Linked DNA regions of Mus musculus: region 1 is linked to region 2. A link is a contact called in public promoter capture Hi-C data. All regions are on one chromosome and are shown on one strand. Each heading gives the region's core, a stretch centred on a gene start, on an enhancer-like site or on the middle of the called end of the contact. The rest is flanking DNA. Distances are from core to core; before and after follow the strand shown. Region 1 holds the start of Mysm1 (myb-like, SWIRM and MPN domains 1). Region 2 holds the start of Mtap (methylthioadenosine phosphorylase).

Evidence for each region. Promoter capture Hi-C pulls out the DNA fragments that hold promoters and counts their contacts.
Region 1: a promoter capture Hi-C map of pre-B cells shows a contact between it and region 2. The contact joins the promoter of Mysm1 here to the promoter of Mtap in region 2. A contact is called at or near these places in 1 of 39 promoter capture datasets (pre-B cells) and 1 of 484 Hi-C or Micro-C datasets (CD4 T cells).

The regions. Positions count from the first base shown.
Region 1 is chr4:94,976,383-94,980,467 of GRCm38.p6, reverse strand. It overlaps Mysm1 (myb-like, SWIRM and MPN domains 1), which reads left to right and starts at 1,368. Exons shown (of 20, transcript NM_177239.3): 1 at 1,368-1,464. The coding sequence starts at 1,403. It overlaps Gm12694 (a long non-coding RNA gene), which reads right to left and starts at 1,347. Exons shown (of 3, transcript XR_867913.3): 1 at 692-1,347.
Region 2 is chr4:89,136,057-89,139,841 of GRCm38.p6, reverse strand. Mtap (methylthioadenosine phosphorylase) reads right to left here and starts at 2,472. Exons shown (of 8, transcript NM_024433.2): 1 at 2,318-2,472. The coding sequence starts at 2,350.

The DNA of each region.
Region 1 (4,085 bases), core at 119-2,618, 5.8 Mb before region 2:
TCAAGCTGCTACTGATCGACCAAGGCCGGAGAACATAGAACAGAGTCCGGAGAGTGACTTTTTAGGGGAATTACATAGCATATTTAAAGGATGAAACCATAAAGTAAGGGAGGGCAAGCAGGGTAGGCTGTAGCTTCGGCCAATCATATTTTGACCATAAAGGGTTGAGCATGCGAATTTCCACCAATCAGAATAGGAGCTGGTTCCTGGGCCTGGGAACAAGAACTTAGTTTGACCCTACAGCAAGCTGGAGAGTGTCCTTGAGATGGCTGGACTCAAACTGCTGTCTCCTTACAACTTTCCCTGAGATGACTGGACGCAGACAATTGTCTCCTTCTAAGTTGTCTCTGAGATGGCTGGGCTCAAATAGCTGTCTCCTTACAACAGAAGCTCCCCCAGGGCCTGGGACCTTGAATTTAGTTTACCCCTATGATTAAATGAAGCCTGAAAACGACATGGTAGTACTTAAAAAAAAAAAAAAGAACAAGTTTATTTTGCGGGGCGTGGTGGCGCATGCCTTTAATCCCAGCACTTGGGAGGCAGAGGCAGGTGGATTTCTGAGTTCAAGGCCAGCCTGGTCAACAGAGTGAGTTCCAGAACAGCCAGGGCTATACAGAGAAACCCTATTTCAAAAAATCAAAACAAAACAACAACAAATCAGGTTTATTTTGCTGGTTCCCAATACACTTACCTGTCCAACACAGCTTCTACTACGTGAGACACTGTGCTGAACGCAGGCAGTGTAAGGACTACCAGACAGGTTTTATCCTTAAAGAAGTCACAGTCTGATCGAGAAGACAATGAGTCATGGATTCTAACTGTATGAGAGACAGATTTGAGGGCAGAAAAATGCAGAAGCAAGACTCTGATTTCTTGGAAAACCGTTAAGTTCTTTGCTTCACAGATTCCCAGCAATGATTTGTATGTATATGGCAAACACTCAGGGCAGAGTTTAAAAGATCAATCTACCAAGCTCTCTGTTTGAACAATCACGTCAGTTTTCTGAGTCTATTTACTTATCCATAAAATAAAATCCGTGAAACCTGCATCCATTCCACTGGGTCATTCTAATAATTCACGGTGGCGGGCGGGGCGGGTAGGCGCGCGCGCGCGTGTGTGTGTGTGCGAAAATGAACCAGAGACAATGGATGCCACAAAGCAGGGTCTCTCGCCTGAATGGAAAAAGATCTGCTGTGAGTTAGCCCACGTAAGACGTGAGAGAAGTGAGATAACCCATGCGGTCCTTGGGGAAGCAGCTTTCACGCAGTCTCCTGGTCTTACTCGCCGGAGTTCCCCGGAAGTGCGCCACGCCAAGGCCCCGCCTCCGGCCCTGGGCCCGCCCCCGGTCCCGCCCCGCCGCATCTCGCGGGATCTCGCGAGTACGCCTGCGTCAGGTGCAGTCATGGAGGCGGAGGAGGCGGATGTGGATGTGGAAGGAGATGTTGCGGCGGCTGCACAGCCGGGGTGAGGCGCGGAGCGGGGTCCTGCGGGCCGGGCTGTGCTAGGCAAGGGTCGGAGGATGCGGTTGGCCGAGGGTCCGTGTGGACGGCGTCGGGACCCGGGGTGCTCCCAGCCGGAAGTCGGCCGGGTCCGGGAGTGGACCCGGTGCCCCAGGTTGCACTGTTTATCTCCACTTTCTGGGCTGCGATGGACAGTGTTTAATTCGGATTCCTACCTGCATTCGCGCTGTCTCAGGCGCCTCACAGCATCTTGAACACTGGCGTCTAATTTAGTCCTGCGCCCGCTAGCGACCTGGTCCAGTCGTTTGATTCCTCCTTCTCAGAGCAAGTTGTTGAAAACTTGGGGGAAAGGCAGCTTACCCTAAAGGATCCAGATTTTAGAGTTGGACAAGTCATGTTTGCCTTTTGCTTTTGCTCTTCCTGTTTACTGTCACTCTGACCGTGATCAAGGCATTTGAGGCATTTCCAAGCAAGGCTCCGCTTGCTTGGAAACCAAGAATCACTTGTCGATCTTACTGTTGTAAGCATCGAATGAAATAATTCTGAGAGATGTTTTAGCATATGGAGAATGCTCGGCAGATGTTTTCTTTGCTGTGTTAGGATAATGTAGTGAAGACCCAGTTAGGGGTGTCATGCCAGTGCCTGCAAGGACGGGCAGTGTGATTTTAAACTGAACCTGATTTGACACGTGCCTTTAGGAGGACGCGGTATCCCTCCTTTTAAGTAATGGGGGCCAGATAGGACCTCCTGTAGAAGCCAGGTACATTACTTGTAACTTGTCAGCGACTTCGTTAGAATTCTGCTGAAGTACATACTATTACTAGTACTGCTCCATTTTCAGCCCATATAGTTCATTTGACAGGAGGGCTGCTCCACTGTAGACTGCCAGTCCTCCTCTATAAGGCACCAGAATAAGAAGCATTTTAAAATAGCCAGTGAGTTCTTAAAATGTGATGAAAATGAGGGGTAGTTAACTTCACATAAATATTTTCTCAAAAGTTCAAAAGTTACGTGGATAGCCTGAGATAGCAATAACTCTACACCAGTGTGATATATCAGACTTGAGCAAGTGCTTGTGATGTTTGAGAATCGGTGACCTCAGTGGGCGAGGGCAGTTTGGAGTTCATAAAGGAATTCACCTGGTGTTCAGTGACCGTCACCTGAAAGCATTGGCTCTGTGCCTCTCTCAAGGGTTCGTTTTAACTTTCCTGGTTGTGTTTAGTTTTTCATCCCTTTTTCTTGTACCATTTTCTTGACACTTGAGACTACTGGTGGCATGTTGTAATGTTAACCTCGTATGTTAGGTCTCAAAGGAGAGACAAATGATTACCTGAGGTGCTGTATTACAGTGGAACTGGCCTCCAGGTTCTTAAAGCATCCTTCAGTCTTGCCTGTTGCAGGGTATGGCTGGCATACCCTGCCTCCTACCCTATTTTCTTTAGCCCTGAAGTTAGTCTGCCCTTCCCCCAGCTGCCCTTCTCTATATAATTCAGCCATTTTGGCTATCTGGCCCTTTTGGTCTGTCCTTTACTCTATTGGCCTGTCTCTTGGCCCAGGCAGCCTCTCTCTGTTGCAGCTTCTCTCTGCATTCTCTTTACATGGCCCAGTTCAGGGTCATATTCTCTCTGGATGTTCCCCACCATTGCATATGCTCTCCCTTTTATCTACAATGAACTTTCTTCTCCGCCATACTTAGGAGCAGTCATGTCCTGTCTTTTCTTTCCTTCCCTTCCCTTCCCTTTCCCCTTTTCCCCTCTTCCCCTTTTTCTTTTCCCTTCCCTTCTCCTCCACTCCCCTTCCTCTTCCTCTCCTCCTTCCCTCCATCCCTCTCTCTCCTTTCTTCCTTTCTTTCTTTCTTTCTTTCTTTCTTTCTTTCTTTCTTTCTTTCTTTCTTTCTTTCTTTCTATGCAGCATGCAAGCAGGATTAGGAGGGTCCTCATGTCAGCCACTGCTTCTGGAGCATCACTGACATTATGTGGAATGGTGCCCTGTAATGCTGGAGTTTGAATCATGTTGAGTTTAGTGTGCCGAGTGCCCCTTGAGGTATTTTGTGTTACAGGGGACAGTAGCATTTAAGGAACTCTTGAAGATTAGTTTGAAACATACCAGTTTTAAGCATTTACTGAAAGCTAGATACGAAAACCAAGCATTGCAATTTGGTTTTCTTTCAACTATTATTTCTTCTCATCTTCCTTTTCTGAATGTTTTTGAACCCTCCTTGAGGAAATGTGTTTTGCCATAAGAGTTGTGCTCAGTGGCCATTCCTAGTGATATCTCCAAGCCTGGCATCTCTCCTGACTTAATTTCTGTCAAGTTGATGTTTTGCTACCCTGCCATTCTAATGTACAAACCTAACTCTCAAATTCAACCTAACACTTGTTTTTATTTCCCTAAACCCTCACTGACCTGTGTCTGTGAGCTTCCGATCAGAACTCTAACTAGAACCTACCAGCACTTCTGTGTCTCACAAGTACCTCAGCATCACTGTATCAGCTTCCCTCTTTCAGATTTTTCTCTGAGCTGTCCCTAGTTCAGTGCATGATGGCAACATCCACACAGTCTCCAGGCACAGACCTGAACTCCCTCCTTTTTCCTTCTGTCATTTTTCTACCCCCCACCCCCCAA
Region 2 (3,785 bases), core at 1,223-3,722:
GAGGTCCCTAAGAGAGTCCAGGCCTCTCGGGTCCAGTGTGGGAATATTCTCACTGAGGTACACAATAAAACAGTTGCTTCTCAGAAACGGATGGAATGGTGCATGCCAAAAGCCACCTGCTGGACACAAACGTGCCTCCTATACAGTGGTTTTCCGCAGAGGCGGCCTGCGTATGCACGCAGCCCCAGCTCTCTATTTCCTCCCCACTCAGAGGAAAGCAAATGAAACTATTGTTTAAGGACCAAGAAATATCTCACATCTACTTGCTGGGAGTGCCAGGCTGTAAGTCTGTCATTATCTAGGAACCTGTACGAGACACGTTAGCTGATCTGTCAGCTTCACATCTGTAAGAAAGAATCGTTATGTTCTTATGATCTCAAATGAACAATCCATCCATGCTACCTGATGTCCAGATAAAATACAGTGTGTGTGTGTGTGTGTGTGTGTGTGTGTGTGTGTGTGTGTGTGAGAAAGGCATTCTCGGCTGGCTAGTGTTAACCCCGAGTTTCCCTGTGTCTGCCTCTCTATTGGCAGGACTATGGATGCTGGTGTCTGCCACCAGCTCCCCAGCAAGGGTGCTGAGGGTCCAAATTCATGTTCTCACACTTGGGCAGCAAGCACTCCAGAGACGGAGCCACTTCACTCTCGCGCTAAGATATCGTTTTTATAGGTTATTTTGCTCTGGATAGGGACCCTTCCTGTTTTCTATGTGGGGTGCTGCCTTAGCAGTTTGTGGAATATGGTGTTGGCATCATGATTTTTTATTAGCAATGTTCTCACCTGTTGCAATCTCAAGAAGAGAACTCAGCAGGTATTCCGAGCACCATTTATATCTCTAAGTTTTATTTCAAAAGCTTGCCAAGATAAAAAAAATACATATCATTCAATATTTACATAGCTCTTTCTGCTCTTAAGTGGACCACATTCATTTTGCAGGGAAACTGTGTGTTGGGCAGAAGGCTAACCAGATTAAAGCAAATTCTTTCTGTTGAGATATGCTGGTCCTTGCACAGATAGTATTATCCTGACTGGACTGATTAAGTGTGAAGTTCTAGCTATTTGGTTTTACTCACATTGTGGGACAGAGATGACAAATAGATCTATCTTCAAATCACAGGCCTCTACCTCAGTGAAATTTCCAGCCCACAATATGTTAAAATCTCCACTTTATAAATAAGTACCTACTGTACCTTGCACATGAAGACCCTTTCTGCCCCGTTCCTGCTGACTGGAACCATGGCTTTCTATAAATGTAAATAATCCTTTTCAAAATGGAGAAAAGAAAAAGTTGGCCCCTATGACCGAATGCAGCAACCTCACCCTGAGTGGTTCATGAAGCCCTGCAGGGCCCCAGTATACAATGCCCTGGCACGCTGAAGGCTAAATGCAGAGATGGGCCTCTTGCAAGGGCATCAAACGGCACTGCAGGCAATCAAAAGGATGCCTGAAGAAAACTGTGCACTTCCTGTAGCATGGGTCAGAAATTCCTAAACTGAATCAAATTAACTGCGTTCTTGGCTAATAATAAACAGCCTAGAAAGGACTTAAACACCAGTGTTTCCTGGGCTCCGTTATTCCACTCTCTACCCATCAATCAGGATGTGTTTAAAACTCCCCAAGGGAGGCTCACTCCAACTCTCAGAACTCATGCTCTCATCTGGCCAGCTGTTCCCGGCGCACAAGAGTCCCTTGTGTCCAGATCTCTGGGGACCTAAGGCCTAAGAAAATAACTCTAACTTTCAAGGTTGGAAAGCGGTTTATAAGACAGAGGCCTCCAGTCTGAGAGCGGTCCGCGCTCTGTTTCAGTATTTAAAAAGTCTCAGAGCTCCCTCAGCTCTGCGCTGCCGAGGTAAAACAAAGCAAAAGGAAATCTAAGTTTGGAGGGGGAAATGAAGCCGAAGCATGCAAAAGAGCAAGTGCCAGCTCTCCCACGTGGGCCTAGTCAAAGTAGCGGAAGCTTAAGTCCCGTAAGACTAGAGGGACCGACGCAGCAGCCGCAGGAGCTGAGCCACGCGCCAGCTCCCGCCTGGGGGGGAGTGGTACTAAAAGAGGGTGGCAGCGGGGCGCAGTCCCCTCCATCATCCCGCTCCCCCTTCTATTACCCCACTCCCCATCAGAGCCCCGGTTACCACCGCTCGGGCCCGGAATGCAGATGAGTTCAAAGGCTGGGGACATCGGGGTGGCGCTGGGTGCCGCGCGCCCTGTCCCCTCCCTGCTGAGCGGTGGGTGGGGGGCGCTCCGGCTGGGGACACAGCCTGGAGGCTCGAGAAGGAACCCTGCAGGGCTGGCCCATTCACAGCTTGTAGGGTGATCTCACCTTCACCGCCGTGCAGGCGGAGCCCGAGGCCATGTCTGCACCAGGGAAGTCCACAGCGGGCCGCAGCGTGGGACCGGGAGGAGACTGCGGGGCCGGCGTGGCGCGGGAGTGAGCAGTGCGGGGACCCACGGGCTCTGGCTCCTCCTCTTCCTCCCGGGGAGCGCGGGATTGGCTGTTCTCCTCCACCCTCCTCCTCAAATCAGGTTCCCGCCTCCCGTCCCTCTTGCAGAGTTTTCGGCTTCTCGGGGCTTCTGTTGTTACTGTGCAGCCTGATGGCGAGTCTATGATCAAGATAGAAAAGCCACTTAGGATGTGCTTGTCACTTTGTCTTTTAACTGTTTCACAAGAACATGGTGAGGTAGCGCATTACTGCCAGTTCTGCGGCGACTTGGCTGCCCCGGTGGCCAGGGCTGTAAAATCAGGGCCTGCCGCATTCCTGGGCTTTGGGGAGGGCGGAGGGAAACTGAAGAGTGCTAGCTTGAGATTCCCGCCCCCCACAGCTCTGATTTACAAACTGGTTTATTTAGCTTCTGTTTGGCGGGGAGCTTTTAAGGAGGCAGGACCCTCCCCAACACCCAGCCTGATGCTACCAGCAAGGGGCATTTTTAAAATTCCTTTATACAATGGCTAGTGATGCAGATTTGTAATCCCACTCACTCATGAAGTCTGGTCAGCAAGCAGTATGGCAAGTTCAAAGTCTTACTTGGTTACAGAGTGAGTTCAAGACCATCTTGAGCAATATTAAGAGTCTATCTCAAAAATAAACAGAGGGCTTGGTATTTAGCTCAGCACTAAAGTGTTTATCTAGCATCCAAGGAGACACTAGCTTCAATCCTCACTCCAATAAAATAAGCAAAAATTAAAACAAAACTTTCTATGCCAGGGCAGCATACGGTACAGCAGGATTCAGGTCAGGACCTGTGTCTCTGTGATGCAATACCAGCAAGACCCACTCTGACCCCAGCGACCTTTCCCCTGGATACTCTCTCTGAGAGGCCCTATCCCTTCTCTACTAGGACAATTCATTATAGCCTTTGATGGTACAAGCTGCGCCAAACAAAATGCTGGGCAGCAGCTATCTTTTTTTTTTTCTTAGTTTATTTCATTATTTATATGTATGCACACACAAATACCTGCAGGTGTGTTTGTGTTTGTGTGTGTGTGTGTGTGTGTGTGTGTTTGTCCAGAACCCAGCCTGAAGCTGGAGTAACAGGCAACTGTGAACTGCCTGATATAGATTCTGGAAACCGAATTTACCTCTACAAGTGCTCTTAACCCCTGAGCCATCTCTCCAACCCTGGGTGACAGCTATCATTTTTTAAGGTTTATTTATTACTATATCTAAGTACACTGTAGCTGTCGTCAGATGCACTAGAAGAGGGCATCAGATCTCATTACGGATGGTTGTAAGCCACCATGTGGTTGCTGGGATTTGAACTCAGGACCTTTGGAAGAGCAGACAGTACTC